Linked DNA regions of Mus musculus: region 1 is linked to region 2. The links are chromatin contacts, called in public Hi-C maps. All regions are on one chromosome and are shown on one strand. The core of a region is the stretch at or near the end of the contact, and the rest is flanking DNA. Distances in the headings are between cores, read along the strand shown. Region 1 has its middle 28 kb from the start of Gm40642. Region 2 overlaps Grik2 (glutamate receptor, ionotropic, kainate 2 (beta 2)).

Region 1 (7,375 bases), core at 3,560-6,059, 500 kb after region 2:
GAGACACAGTTCGGAGCTGAGACGAAAGGATGGACCATCTAGAGACTGCCATATCCAGGGATCCATCCCATAATCAGCTTCCAAATGCTAACACCATTGCATACACTAGCAAGATTTGCTGAAAGGATCCAGATATAGCTATCTCTTGTGAGACTATGCCTGGGCCTAGCAAACACAGACGTGGATGCTCACAGTCAGCTATTGGATGGATCACAGGGTCTCCAATGGAGGAGCTAGAGAAAGTACCCAAGGAGCTAAAGGGATCTGTGACCCTATAGGTGGAACAACAATATGAACTACCCAGTACTCCCCAGAGCTCCTGTCTCTAGCTGCATATGTATCAGAAGATGGCCTAGTTGGCCATCAGTGGAAAGAGAGGCCCATTGGTCGTGCAAACTTTATCTGCCTCAGTACAGGGGAATACCAGGGACAAGAAGTGGGAGTGGGTGGGTGGGGGAGTGGGTAGGGGAGCGTGTGGGGGACTTTTGGGATAGCATTGGAAATGTAAATGAAATAAATACCTAATAAAAAAAGAAATTAAAAAAAAAAAAAGAATGAGACTTCTATGTCCTTTGGGGACTATGGAGTAAAGCCAGACTTTTATGCATATAAAGCACATACTTTATCACTGATCTATATTTTCAGTCTCCCTATTTTTCTAATAGCTATTGGACAGAGAGACAGCATGTGAACACACGAACAAATTATTATGTCCTTATAGACAACACTCTTTGCCATATTCTATTCATGAAAACTAAGTCAAATGCTCCACCTGCACTCAAGGTAAGGGCATCAACATGAAAGCCTTCTAATGTTAATCTTCGTAAACAACATTTATATCCATCTCCTCCCATAATGGCTATTTGCTAGCTTTCCAATTTTGGAATCAAACTACAATGTGTAGAGTTAATAAGAGTTGTTACATTGTTTCTAATAGCAGGCAGGATAGAACTATCAAAAGAAATACTTTAAAGGATAAACGAACAAATACTAAGGGTATAATTTGCAGTCATAAAAGTAACCATTGAACTCCTTAGCCACAAAAGACATAACTTCAAAAGTGAAGAATCATTTTTATAACATAAATGCAGCACACACATCAGGGATTCATAAAAAAAACATCTGAAAGTAAGTAAGTACCAGGACAAAGCATTGCTTTTGCTTATGAGGCAAGAGCCACAGCTGAGAGGAGAGTAGAAGAAAACCCATTGAATTTTATTTTTCAGCTATTTATTTTTATTATGGCATAATTTGTATGTTGCTTTTAAATATTAGCCATATTAGTAATTTGGGGATATTTTTACATCTTTGGATACAAAAGTTGGATGGAAATAAATATTATGTAAATCTCCACTGCTTTTGAATATAGAATGTCCCATGTTTGATCATTTGTTTCCAGCTGGTGTAACTGCTTTGGGGAAGAGCATGTGAATGCTACCTTGCCTAACTGCTTCACTGGACACAGACACTGAGTGCTCTCTGCTTCTAGGTCCTCCTTAAATTCTGCTTCCTCATCTGTCAAGATATGAGGCTCTTTCCATAAGCTTGACTACCAGAGAGAGATCAAACCACTTTAGCTACCATTCAATCCTTGTCACGTAGGTTGAGCTCTCTAGCATTGTGAACCAAAAGAAATCCTTCCTCCTTTCAGAAGCTTCTGTCAGTTGTTGGTCAGGACAATTAATAGAATCATTGTAATGTTTATAGTCATGGAAACTAAGTCAGAACCAAACTAGGTCGGCAAGCAAGTTTATAATAACCAAACTTATTATTATAGACAGATCCATAATAAAACCTTGGTCTTGTCATTATAAACACATCCAGCCAGTCATCCCTACATAATACACTGAGTGTACATATTTTATTGAATATATATTAGTATGTACTTTTAATACATATTCATATATATATATATACATACATATACATATACATATACATATACATATATATATATATATATATATATATATATATATATACATATACTAACCTTGAACATGCTATTTGCTTCTAGGTCTAGCTAGAACTCTGCTTATTCATATGTAAATATATGAGTCTCTCTCCTCATAACATATATATATATATATATAGTCTGCATATACTACTATATATAATAGTATATATATAGATATATGTTTGTGTGTGTGTGTGTGTGAGAGAGAGAGCTGAAAGGCAGGCAAGCGAACTTCTGAGTTCCAGTTTAGGATCTGCTAGTAGTTTGCTTTGAGCAAATTGTTAATAAAACTTCACCTTCCTCGTGTATCTTTTCATTGTTGAGTAAAAGGATATGGTTTTCAACTCTTTTAAGCATCAAATACTTATGTTTCAAATAAAATTTTGGAGTATCAAATTTATCAAAAGATCAAAATGAAAAAAAAAATAAAAGCCATACTGCATTTCTCTGCTTGAATAGTTAGGGTGAACACTTTAGTCTCTTCTCAGGTCTGACATACTGTTTGAGATGAGAAGTTCTTTGGTCTATGTACATGTAAGCCATTATCTAGAAATTGTTTGAAAGGCTCTTGGACAGATAGCAGTTGCACTAACAAGCCCCCAGGGGATGCTAACGTCATTGGCTTGCTCAACCTCCTTTCAGAAAGTTACTTGATGATAACAATCATTTTCTAATGACTACAACTTTATTTTTCTACCTACAACTATCATCATTTTTTGTTGTTGTTTTTGTTTTGTTTTTTTAATGTAGTCCACTGACAGTGAGACTAGGCAGACAGAGAACTGCTGGCTACAGAATTATAAGCTAAGTCACTGTCACAAACAATACTAATTGTTGTACTATCAGTGTTTAACTGTGGAGAATACAGCCTCTGGGTTTTATGAACTGGATTCAAGGTTTAGTCTTCCCACTTACTGACTGAATGGCATTGATAATTTACTTCATCTCTTTGAGGACTTAGGTTCCCATCTGTATAATGGAAATAATGAAAATGGCTGCTTTCCAGGTTGTTGCAAGGGTTGAGTGTCTACATTCTCAGAGCTCAACTCAGTGCTGTTTGTAGGCCAAATTTCAGAAGTCTCAGTCAGTACAGAAGAATAAAGGATACTTCAAAACACTGTGTGTAAAATCTGAGCTCTAGTATGAAATTACTTATTGCTATGGAATTATAACCACTGGTCTGTAGACTGAAAGTGCCGCTGTTACATGTAGAGAAAGAGCAGAACTGGTTTGTAGCAGATTGCAGCAACAGCTTTCATCAGGGCCTCAGTATTTATAGTTGATCAGGCAGTGTCAGCTCACTGAGTTACACAGTGTGTTGCCAGAATGCATGGTTTCTTCTAACATGTCTTTGTAAGATCAGGTTATAAATAAAACACAGAGGAAGAACAGATTTCTTGTATGTTATAATTAAATAAGTCTTTCCTCAAACATTGATTGCATCCCCTTAGCTTTTCTGTCAGGTTTTTTTTTTTCAGTCAAAATTCCATTAAATTAAGAAAAAAAAATGTACTTGTAAGGCTGAAGCAGGAGTCACTGCAAGTTCAAAGCTCTCCTAACTACACTGTGTGTACTGTCTAAATAAGCAAAAACAGAAAGACAGGAAAAAAGAGAAAACACATTGATATTTTATAGCCAACCTTAAATCAGTTTTTGCATTCTGTCTTTCATATACAAAATACTCCTTCTGATTTAATCTTTCTCAATCTCACCACATATAGATTATAGGAAAGTACATTTTTCAAGTGTAGCAAACTACAGAATTTTAGATCTGAACAAAGCTATTAGAAACATAACTAGGAATATTCTAGAAATTTCCAGCATCTTAATAGCTATACATCTCAGTGATATGGGATGTAGTTTATCATGTTGGGAAGCCAAGAAAGTCAATGGCTTGGGTTCAGGCATGGTGAAGCACTGGATGTGAACACTGCAAAGTTAAAGTATCCCACTACTTTTTCACTTAAACAGGAAAAAGCCCTAATGTTCCAGCTGGCCAGAGGTACTTTCAGAAAGCTTAGCTGTGAATAGGCAGCTAATTTAGAAAACAATCAAAAATGTAATTTTAGCAGAATGTTAAAAAAGTGTAAAATTCTTAAATGACTATTGACTAAAGACTCACATAATTTTAAACAAATGATGGAATCATTAGGAGGATTGTGTGTGAAAGAGGGAAACATCGAAGATCAGAAGGACAGTGGCATATACTTTCTCATATTCAGAAAGCCATGTATGCTAGCTGCACTGTAACCTCTAGGTTTAAAACACATATAAAATGACCCAAATTTTAGCTGTAAGAAATCATGTGACCTTGGGCAAAACTTAGTGGCTTCTTCACTTTGACTTAGTCTTTTAGTAAAGAAGTTGCCGTAACTTTTTTTAATTCATAAATTTTCTGTATTTATTTCTGAGTTGTAATATCACCAAGAAAAGTAAGCTGCCAAAGCAAGGAGATGTGTATTGCAAATACAGTGAGCATCCTTCTTGTGTTAAGTAACAAACCTAGATTTTCATATACCTGAAGTCATGCATTTACACTTAGGAAGCTATGAGGCGTTGTGCCTATAGAATCATTTCTTTGCTAAAGAATATATCTTCCTTTACTAAAAGGACATTTCTTCTTATTTTGCCAAAATTAGTGTCCTATACATTGTAGGCATTAAATAAATGCTTGCAGAAAAAAATTAAATCCTACCTAAATCAAATACAGAACAAAAGGGGCAGTTTTTCCTCATGAAATCCATCCTCCCACTTAGTAGACTTCTGTCTCTTGTGCTGATGCTCACTGTCCATCACACCAGTGCAGTCTGTACTTTCGCTAGTTCTCAGCCTGGAAACCCCCTACTGCCTGGCCACCTGCTTCCTGATAGAGTTAACCAGCGTGTACCTCCCACACCAGATGGCTCCCTTCTCTTGTCTTTACTTGGCAAGAATTTACGAACATATTTCCGCATGTCCAGTCTGGGACGCATCCAAAGGGCCAGACTCTGTGATCGTCAGAGAAAGGCCACAACGCCCAACTGAACTTACATCTGCACTCCTGTAATGTTGTATGGTTTCTTTTGTTTATACTGTGGGGTGTTTGTTTACAAATGCTTTGTTTGTTCCTTTAAATTTCTGTGCTCTTCATAATTTTCTAAGATCTACCAAGCCAGTTCCCACCCCACTCCAGAACATTCTTTATATCCCTTGTTCATCAATCCTAGTGCCAGTATTAAGAGCTTCTTTAGGACAAGAATAATTGCAAGTTTAGGAAAGGAGAAGATGTGGAGGAGAACACCAGACCTCAGGATCTGCTTAGAAACCAAACTGGCAGATGACCTGTAAAAGCTGTAAAGTAAGTTTTGGGTCTGGAGTAACTGTGCAGAAGAAGAGTTAGAAAGATTGTAAAAGTCAGAGGTGATGGATGACTCCAAGGAAACTGTGCCTTCCTGGCACAAAGAGGATAGACATACATGTGAACTCACAGAGACTGTGGCAACACACCAACAAGACCCCAACAGATTTAAACCAGGCAGGATCCCAGTACTGAGAGGTAGGAAGTAGACCTGAGGTTGAGAATTTTACCAAAACGGTTATTTGCAGCTAATACTCACCACCAAATAGAAAATCAGTTTTCTTCAACAGAGTCTGGCAATATAAACAAGACTCCAGGTCAGGCCTCCTACCCAGTAATAACCGGCTAACACAAATAGAACGCCATAGTGTTGGTGTATTTGTTTGCTTGTTTGTTTGTTTGTTTTAGTAGAATTTTTTTGTTTCATTTTGTTTTGTATGCACATTTTACCTTGTTTTTCTTTGTTTCAATTTCCGTTTTAATTTTTCAATAGGTTATTTTTGTGTTTGGATTTGTGGGGGTTTTTTTGGTTGGAGAGATTTCTCTTTTGTTATTTTGAAAGAGAAGGAACATTAACATTGGAGGAGGTGGGGAAGACCTGGAAAGAGAGAGCCAAACAGTACCCCCAAAGGTCGTGTCTCTAGCTGCATATGCAGCAGAAGATGGCCTACTTGGCCACCATTGGAAAGAGAGGCCTCTTGATCTTGCAAACTTTATATGTCCCAGTACAGGGAAATGCCAGGGCCAAGAAGTGGGAGTGAGTGGGTAGGGGAGCAGGGCTGGGGGAGGATATGGGGACTTTCAGGATAGCATTTCAAATGTAAATGAAGAAAATATCTAATAAAAATTGAAAAAGAGTTGGAGAGAGGGAAACACTGATTAAAATATATTGTATGAAAGAAAGAAAGAAAGAAAGAAAGAAAGAAAGAAAGAAAGAAAGAAAGGAAGGAAGGAAGGAAGGAAGGAAGGAAGGAAGGAAGGAAGAAAAAAGCTTCACTGTTTCAGATACATCCATCTATCCTCCCACTACCTCAGAAGTGGATACAGTTCTTGACAATAAGAGAATTAACACTGGAGTGTTAAAGTTCAAAGGGTTCTGCATCTACTTATCTATCCATAGATGGATAAATGCATTCCATCTATCATAATGGAACAACATCTCTCTTCTACAAACCCATCTCATTATTCTTCACAAGCAAATACACAAGAGCACACAATAGGAAGAAAATGGTTACCTCATAAACAACAGAAACAAGAATTTAACGTGTATTTCTCTCCAAAATCACCACCTCCTTTCACTGAAAGGCTATGTACTTGAGCCAGATAGTTTAGTTGGTTAGAACTAGGAAAGCTAGCCAAGGAAAAGAGAGTCCTTATTGAGTGATTCAAACAATACCACCTGCATTATGAAAATCCTAACAAAGCAATGAGTTGTCCACTATTTGTTAATAGGATAGATTTTACTGCTAGATTTTACAAATATCCATACACCTGTCCCCTGTGCTCAGGCTCTTGAGCAACTCAGATGGTCAAGTAAGAGGATATGCTGGAAGCCTAAAGTGGGTTTTGATGTTTGGCTATCTCTTGACATCACTAGGGACATATATATTCAGTAAATAAGAAAATACTTATTTGAACGTATTTTAAGCCCACAAAATCTTCCTCCATCCACTTAGAAAAGGAAGTGAGAAAAAAATCAAGAGAAACCACAGTCTTGGAACAGTATCCACTTCACACATTTTCCTATCCTTGAAGTAACAACTGTACAAAAGCATTAAGATCAAACAGCTTTACCACTGATGATGTGTCCGCTGTTTACCTAGATTTCTTATGAAAATATCATCCCTTTTCGCCTCTTGCCATGTCACTAATGTGTAAAGGTCCATAAATATGCTTACCTGGATATTAAATATAATCACAACCTCCCTGAATTTGACTCATTTTTCTTCCCTCCCAGAGTAGCTATGGTATGATATTGGTCTTAGGATGTTTGCTGGAAGCCCAGGCCAGCCACATGCAATCTGTGAAAACTTGGATGTCTCAGACTAAAACTTGCAGATTCACTTTCATCTGTAAAGTGA
Region 2 (7,538 bases), core at 1,667-4,166:
TAGGATTAGCATCTTAAAACCCAGGCAGTTAAAACCTCATTTCACTCTTTCAGCACCGAGAAACTGCTCAGGAATTTTTTTGCAATTCTGACATGCCATTTGAGATATTTCAACCGAAACTTCCTCAACTGCCAAATGATGACAGTGTGTGAGTTGATTTTTTTCCAACACTTTTATGAGCTTCCTCACAGTTTCATGCTATTCTTTTTTTCTACAATACTAGATGGTCTGTTCCTTCTACCTATAGTATAGGACCAGATACACAAACTGACTCAATCCCAGCCACTCCTTATACAGATAAGCCTGCTCACAGAACAAATTAAAATTCATCCAGAACTTTTCATTTTAGTTTATTTCCTCAGGTCAGCACGATGTTTGATGCTGAAGCTTTACCCACACCCTCCTAATGTATAACCCTTGCCACATTATCAGAAAGTGAGAGGCCCCTACAATCACATCTTGCCTGATAGGTTAATATATTGCTATTTCCTACTAGTATCCATTTGGCTTTTGTGACAAGATAGGATTCCAACAATGAAAAGAGCAAAGCTAACAGGACCAAAGCATAAATAGTTAGAAGGATTGTGTACAGGAATGTCCGCTTACATCTCTACATTCAAAATTCCTAACATGGGTCTGGCCAAGTTAGAGGTCACGTTGGTCTTGTTCACCTCTATTATCAGGACCTAAACTGTGCCAGGTTCTTTCTGGGAGCAGAAGCTTTTATTTGTTAAAGGAATCAACAAAAATAACTGCATGTCCATGAATAGTGGTTAAGTATATAGATTATTAAATGACACATCCTTAGCCTGGCATGCATCTAAAAACTAGTAAGGCTCAAAGTAACAGCATTCAAAAATGCAAAAAGGTTTTAGGGAATCAACAAGTGATCACCTCCAGTCATCTAGAGCCAAGATGTCACCCAAGCCACTAATTTTCCAATGTCATGCAAAGCATTCCCAAATAATCACATTAAAAATTGCCAGGAAAAAAAAACAGTTATAAAAAGAGAATTATTCTCTTCTTTTAAATTTCATTCTGAGTGGTTTTTTGGATAATGTATCAAGCACAACTTTCAGCATCTTGTGGCAGCAAGAATTTTGAGATCACACACATCAGATAAAGCTGTCCATTTTTGAACGCAGGGTAGTATCACGCGATGAGACATATGTGTTCAAGCCCAAGATTTTCAATACCATTCAAAACAAGGGGAATGCAGAAATAACAGCAAAATTCCCATGATCATAAAACTTACATGATTCTATCTCACTTTCAAAATAAATATAGCAGTCTTAAACTTCTATAATTAGGAAAGTAATATAGACATATATCCAAGGTATTCAACCACCCAGTGACAATATATGGTTTTGAAGAAACTATATCCACAGCAGGCTTGCACATAATTTTATAAATACATATACAAAATTATATATATATATATATATATATATATATATATATATATATATATATATATATAAAATAGTGACTATGCAGAAGCTAGTAACTATTAAAAAGGTAAAACTGGGGAAAATAATATTTAATTTTCCACTATAATAGTACTTTTACATTCCACATTCAGATAGCTGGTATAATTGAAGACAGCTTGGAACCCCTGAGGATATCCAAACTGTCACAATTGAAGAAAAGATTTAAGTATCCTGCAGTGTAAGACCTACTAAATGACATTACAAAGCTGATTCAAAATATCATCTTTGTTGGATTCTCAATATCCAATCTATGAACAATAGGCATAATTAAATACAGAAAGCTGTAAATTAAGCAAGCAAAATGATAGAGCAAATCATTTCACGTTCGCACCTGTGAAGTACAGTATACCGTTATTATTTCTCAAAGAACACAGAACAGGCTTCTGCATGGACAATTATCAAAAGGGTTCAGAGCAGCAGCAGCAGCTATAATGGACAATAGATTTCTTTTCAAAGACTAAAAAGATATCAATGAATGTAATTTTCAAGTCAAAGTGAGAATATACAGCTGCTGCCAAGGATTCTTTTTCATGTAGTTCAATGTTTCTGATTAAAATAAAAACTCAGGTCTCCTATTCTCAAGCCAGTAGTAACTAGACAACACACAGACAGCACGTGCACATGTGCACACACACACACACACACACACACACAAACTTGTGTATGTGTGCGCACACATACACAATGCAAGCTATAATTTTCTATGTCTAGGCAAAAGAGCTTTTTATGCATTTTTCTGTTCATGAGTACAGAAAATGTTTTGTGCAATAAAGTACCTGGCCGAAAGAAGACTATACGAAAGAAAGTGGTGTCTTGGTTAAAATGTAGTTTCTGGATATAGTGGAATTACTGCAAGACCTAATTGGCTACATTTTTGTGGTCTTAGGTAAGTTAATAATTTTCAATTTCTTTTCTCTTTTCTTTGGAATCTAAGGGTAATTATAGTTTCCCATAAAACTGGTCGAATAAGAAAAACTTAAAAGTAAGAATCTATATAAATTTCTGAAACACTGATGCATGGGAACCACTCAGCAAGTGCTATCTTTTATCTTTTGGTTTTAAATATATATTTGCAAATGTTACATATATATGTAACCAAGAACAAGATTTTAAATAGATGTCATTATCTTGGCACTTATATGGTTCAAAATCAAAATAGTAGAGATAGATGTCCCATCCATAAAATGGTTCACTATAATTTAAAAGAAAAGTGTTGCTTCACTGAAATCAGATGAAAATCCAACAAAAAATATTTTCTAATGTGTATTGGGAAAACCTTGGCAAGGTGAGCAAGGTCATTGCCAGCAGAGAGACAGTGTCACCTCCGGTTTGGATTAAACTGAAAGAGCCAAGGGAAAGATCTGCCAATGAGCCCACCATGAAGGAACATAAAACCACCTGCAATATCCATTCTAGCATCTGTCTCTGTGAAGTGCCAAGCCTCCTCCCCCACACCACCCAGCTGGACTCTTCCACACAGAGCAGTTCTACAGGCCATCATTTTTGTAATTCATTGTAGCTGGGCCTCTTACATTTGATTGTCCTAGAGGTATTCTGTGAATCCAGACACAGGAACTCACTCTCCTTTCATGCCACAATGGAAGCTGTACGTGCTTGTGCCTCTAATTCAATGCCTGCCAAAATGACAGACCAATCCATGGATTCAATCATTGAACCCATTTAGTATCCCCCAAATCTATCCTCAAAGCTGCCCTAAAGAAAATGATGGACATTAGGTTTGTCATCCACTCATTGGCCATTTTCAAATATGGATCAAATTAGAGAAGGAACAATGTACTATGTTTGAGGAAACAATGCAGCTACAAGGGTTTTGTTGAGACAATGAGGTCATGATGAACTCAGAGGAATCATGACATTTCTTAATTTCCATGTCTATGTCAGAATAATGATGTTACACACTTTATATGGCTTTTAGAAAGAGTAACTGATATAGTAAGTGTGGAGTGTTTACATAAGTTTCTCAAAGTCCTAAATATACTATAACTGTTAATAAAATCATAATCAAGGATATGACTAAGTAGACTATGGTAATAGCTATGTTGAAAGCAATAGACCACCCAGGTGCCACCATGTTGCAACTAACATATGTTTGTAATTTAGAGAAGGATCATTAAAAAATTTCTCTGCTTTCACTGGTATTACACCTCATATAAAAAAAAGAGTCAAATGCAATAATGTACATAAAAGGAATCCACTTCAGAATGAAACATGAGATAAAGTAGCTAAAATTAATGAGAGTTACAGGAAAATAGAAAAGGCAGAATGTGAAAGGTCCTAAAACTACATATGTATTAACTAGCTTAATTTAGGAAGTAATAAAATAGTGTAAATATTCATACACACCAATGCTGCAATCATTGCGTGTAGGTCACTTGTATTTTTGAACAAAGTATGAAAATGTCAAAGGGAACTCGTTATTGTACAATTGTCTTGACAATAAAAATAACAAATATATATATATGTATATATATATACATATATATACATATACAAACTTGTATATATATATATATATATGTATATATATATATATATATAATTTAGATCATACAGAACTCCAACAATTCTGTATGTTAAGATCTCTTGTTCTGTCTTAAAACTAGAATACGGAATTATTAAGAAATACTTTGCTGAAAATCTCATGCTGTAAAGTGACTTTTTATTAGCAAAGGAAAGAAAATGGAAAATGACAAAGTAATTTCACATCTTGAATTTGTTTCCAGTCTTCCCTTTAATCTTCCTTACTGTAGTGCCTTCCAAATATAAAATAGAAGACATCCATAATAACTTTAAACTTAAAAGACAAAGTAGAGATAAAGTATGGAATATGTTCACAGAACCAGCATCGGGACACCAGGTTAATCACTCTGCAATGCTACTGTGCAATGCTTAAGTGAAAAGATTCTGATCTGTGAAAGAAACATTTATCACTCTGGCTGAAATCACTTTTAGGAGAACTGTAATAGTCATATTCTTTCAGCACTAAATATGTAAACTCTAGAAAACTGTTTTCCATGTTTATTGTTTTCACATTTCAATATTACACTGGGCTTTTTTATATTAATGACAACAATCATGAAATTTTATGCAGCATAGTTTTTTTTTGTTGTTGTTCTTGTTTGTTTTGTTGTTTTTGGGGGGTTGTTTGTTTGTTTGTTTTTGTTTGTTTGTTTGTTTTGGTTTTTGGTTTTTCGAGACAGGGTTTCTCTGTACAGCCCTGGCTGTCCTGGAACTTACTTTGTAAACCAGGCTGGCCTTGAACTCAGAAATCCGCCTGCCTCTGCCTCTGCCTCCCAAGTGCTGGGATTAAAGGTGTATGCCACCACGCCCTGCTTTTATACAGCAGAGTTAACAGTTGAGTAAAGACTTTATTTGACTTTGTGGAGTGGGGGAGATGGGTATGGTACTTGGTAAAGAGGAACAGGAGCAACAGAAAGATTTGTCCAGGGAATGTACTAAGTACTATATGGTAGGGAAAATAAGAAAAATAAGTAGATTGAATAGAAATAAGACAGGAAAATAAAATGAAAGAATAAAAATACAATTTGTGATAATGCCAATTATATAATTAATCTAAGAGCTTTATGTTTATCCAAAGAGTTTTTAGGAAATTGCTGTCGTTAGGAATGGAGCTTCCAACCTGGATTATGTAGCCATTCTCCTAGTATGTCAACATTGAAAAGATTCACTCAGTTGAGGCCCGCCTGTTCATGGTAAAAGGTGTCATCCATATCTGCACCATATTTGTTTACTACTTTGCTAATGATATATTTCTCATATTCTCAAAAATCAAGTTGTATCCATTGAAAGAACATAAATTCACTTTTCTGTTTTACTATTGTACAATGTTACATGTTCTCAGACATTTCTCAGGTTGGTGCAGCCCTGTGCTATACATGACTCAGAATAAACACAGTAGAGCCTGGTTAGATTTTATTAAGAGTGTAAGAACATTTTTCTTTTATTTCAACAAGTCTATCACAAAGAATAATGTATAAATTAAAGTATAAAATGAGAATCTAGAGATACATTCCTGGAGAAAAAGCCATTTGGGTACTATTCAAGTGAATAGGTTGCATGTGGCCCCAGTCTCAGAGTTTTAGTTGCTTTTAGAAAAGAAAAATAACAGAAACCAGTTTTTGGTTTTCTCATTTGAAATAAACACTATGGAGACAGTGCATGATATTTCCTGTACAAACATCAAGTTGAAGTTCATAGAGGCACTTACCCTCTGAAGGAAATCATTTACAGGCAGGAAATCATTTGACCCTCTGTGGGTTTCTCCTCAGCAACTCACATATATAATGCTAGAGAAATATTAAGAAAATACAAGCATAATCTAAAATTAAAAGCAATTTGGGGTGTCTTAAAAGGCTTGAAAGATGGGAAACATGAAATCAAAAACGAGTAAGCATGCTAGAGATAAAAATGTAGTCTGTTGAAATACACTACACAGGAAAACAGAAAGCTTGTGAGGCTGTGCTCTAGCATTATGACTCTCCTGGAAGATGCTTCTCTATATTTATCTTCTGAGCACAACTCAACTAGGGATTTTAAGAAATCTACAGATATTAATAATAAATGGTGCAAGGTTTGAATTTCAACTTTATAAATACCTGATAGTTTGGGCTTGGGAGAGTTAATTTATTTTTCTAAATCGATTTCCCTAAATGTTTGACAAAATGAGTGTTGCCTGTATCTAAGAGTTATAGTGAAGATCACTGGAAAAAAATACAGAAGACTACTGAGGAGATTAACAAAGAAGAGGGCTTCAACTTGAAAACAAAACTTGCGTCAGGCATTAAAGAAGTAATATAATAATTCAATCTAATATAAATGCATAATTGAGAGGAGAGGACTGGTGATAATCATTCTGCTGGTGACTTTCTCAACCTAATAGGTCTGATAGAAGCAAAAACGGGAGTCCTGAATAATCACAGACCAGTTTTCATTCTCTGGAATACAAATAAATCTCAAGAGGATTTGATGATCCAAGAAGAAAGAATTTTCTGCTATGTTTTTAATGATGACATGGAATAAGAATACTGGGAAATTCTATCTGTATCATAAAATATCTTATCCAATGACTAACCAATCCAAACTCTATTAATTTTTAAGTAACTTTTCAATATTGACAAATTCTGTGACTCTGTTCTCCTAAATAATCATTTTCCTTAACTTATGTTTTTAATAACTGGAATAAAGAATGGGTAGTGGGGAGAAACAAAGAAGAAACATGGTGAAAAAGGCTAAAAAAGAGAGACCCAGGAATAGTGCTATTTTAATGTTCTTCTATCAAGAAACTCTGTGTTTGTTTATTTTATACAACTGCAACTCTACATTCTTCACATATGTTCGATCAATGTCCCACTGAGATCATAGCAGTTTTTCTATTATATTATACTCTGCTTGCTAAATATTCCTGATTGCTGGCCATCATTTTATGTTGAGAATGAAAACCAACATTTTGGTTGTGCATTATTTTTCAATGGGTCAATGTATTGCTTTAATTATATTTTTATTTCTGAAAAATGTATGCAGCACTGTACTCATACCAGTAATTGTTTAAACAATTAAAAAAATTATTAATCCTCACTGATCTAAAAGCAAAAGATGACTATATCCATGTTACAATGGGAAAATACAGACTTCCACACCTTGCTAAGTCCGCACAGCTAAATGACCAACTAGACTTGGACCTCTGACCCAGGAGTTTGTGCCTTTACATAGCCCTTTAGAGAGTATCCAATGGATAGAATACAGTAAACATTCACTGTCATATGACCTATTTGACAGTGTCACTGATCAAATTTATTGCTAGCATTTTGCTTAAGAGGTGAAAGGTTTTTATTCCTAAGCATAGTTAATAGTGGTTAAGAGACAAGATATTAATCTTGCCATAGAGTTCTTTCCAATTTCTATTGAGTTGCAAATATACAAATATATGGTGATTGGGATTTTGCTTCATTCAGTAAGGTTTACTTATATAACTGGGCTCAGAACATATGTATCTCTAGACTAATGTAT

The links. Hi-C and Micro-C count contacts between places; a contact is called where the count stands out from the background.
Region 1: a contact with region 2 is called in a Hi-C map of cerebellar granule neurons, with 2.3 times the contacts expected there. The contact joins two enhancer-like sites. A contact is called at or near these places in 3 of 484 Hi-C or Micro-C datasets (cerebellar granule neurons and cerebellum).

The regions. Positions count from the first base shown.
Region 1 is chr10:50,133,137-50,140,511 of GRCm38.p6, forward strand. No RefSeq gene overlaps it. Among named protein-coding and RNA genes, the nearest start is that of Gm40642, 28 kb to the left of the region's middle. Within about 2 kb of position 4,810, at least 8 of the 459 cell types and tissues checked have an H3K27ac peak or open chromatin away from gene starts, as enhancers often do. A contact at or near this core is called in cerebellar granule neurons and cerebellum, where this site is marked.
Region 2 is chr10:49,637,190-49,644,727 of GRCm38.p6, forward strand. The region is part of intron 2 of Grik2 (glutamate receptor, ionotropic, kainate 2 (beta 2)); the gene reads right to left. Among named protein-coding and RNA genes, the nearest start is that of Grik2, 150 kb to the right of the region's middle. Within about 2 kb of position 2,917, at least 7 of the 459 cell types and tissues checked have an H3K27ac peak or open chromatin away from gene starts, as enhancers often do. A contact at or near this core is called in cerebellar granule neurons and cerebellum, where this site is marked.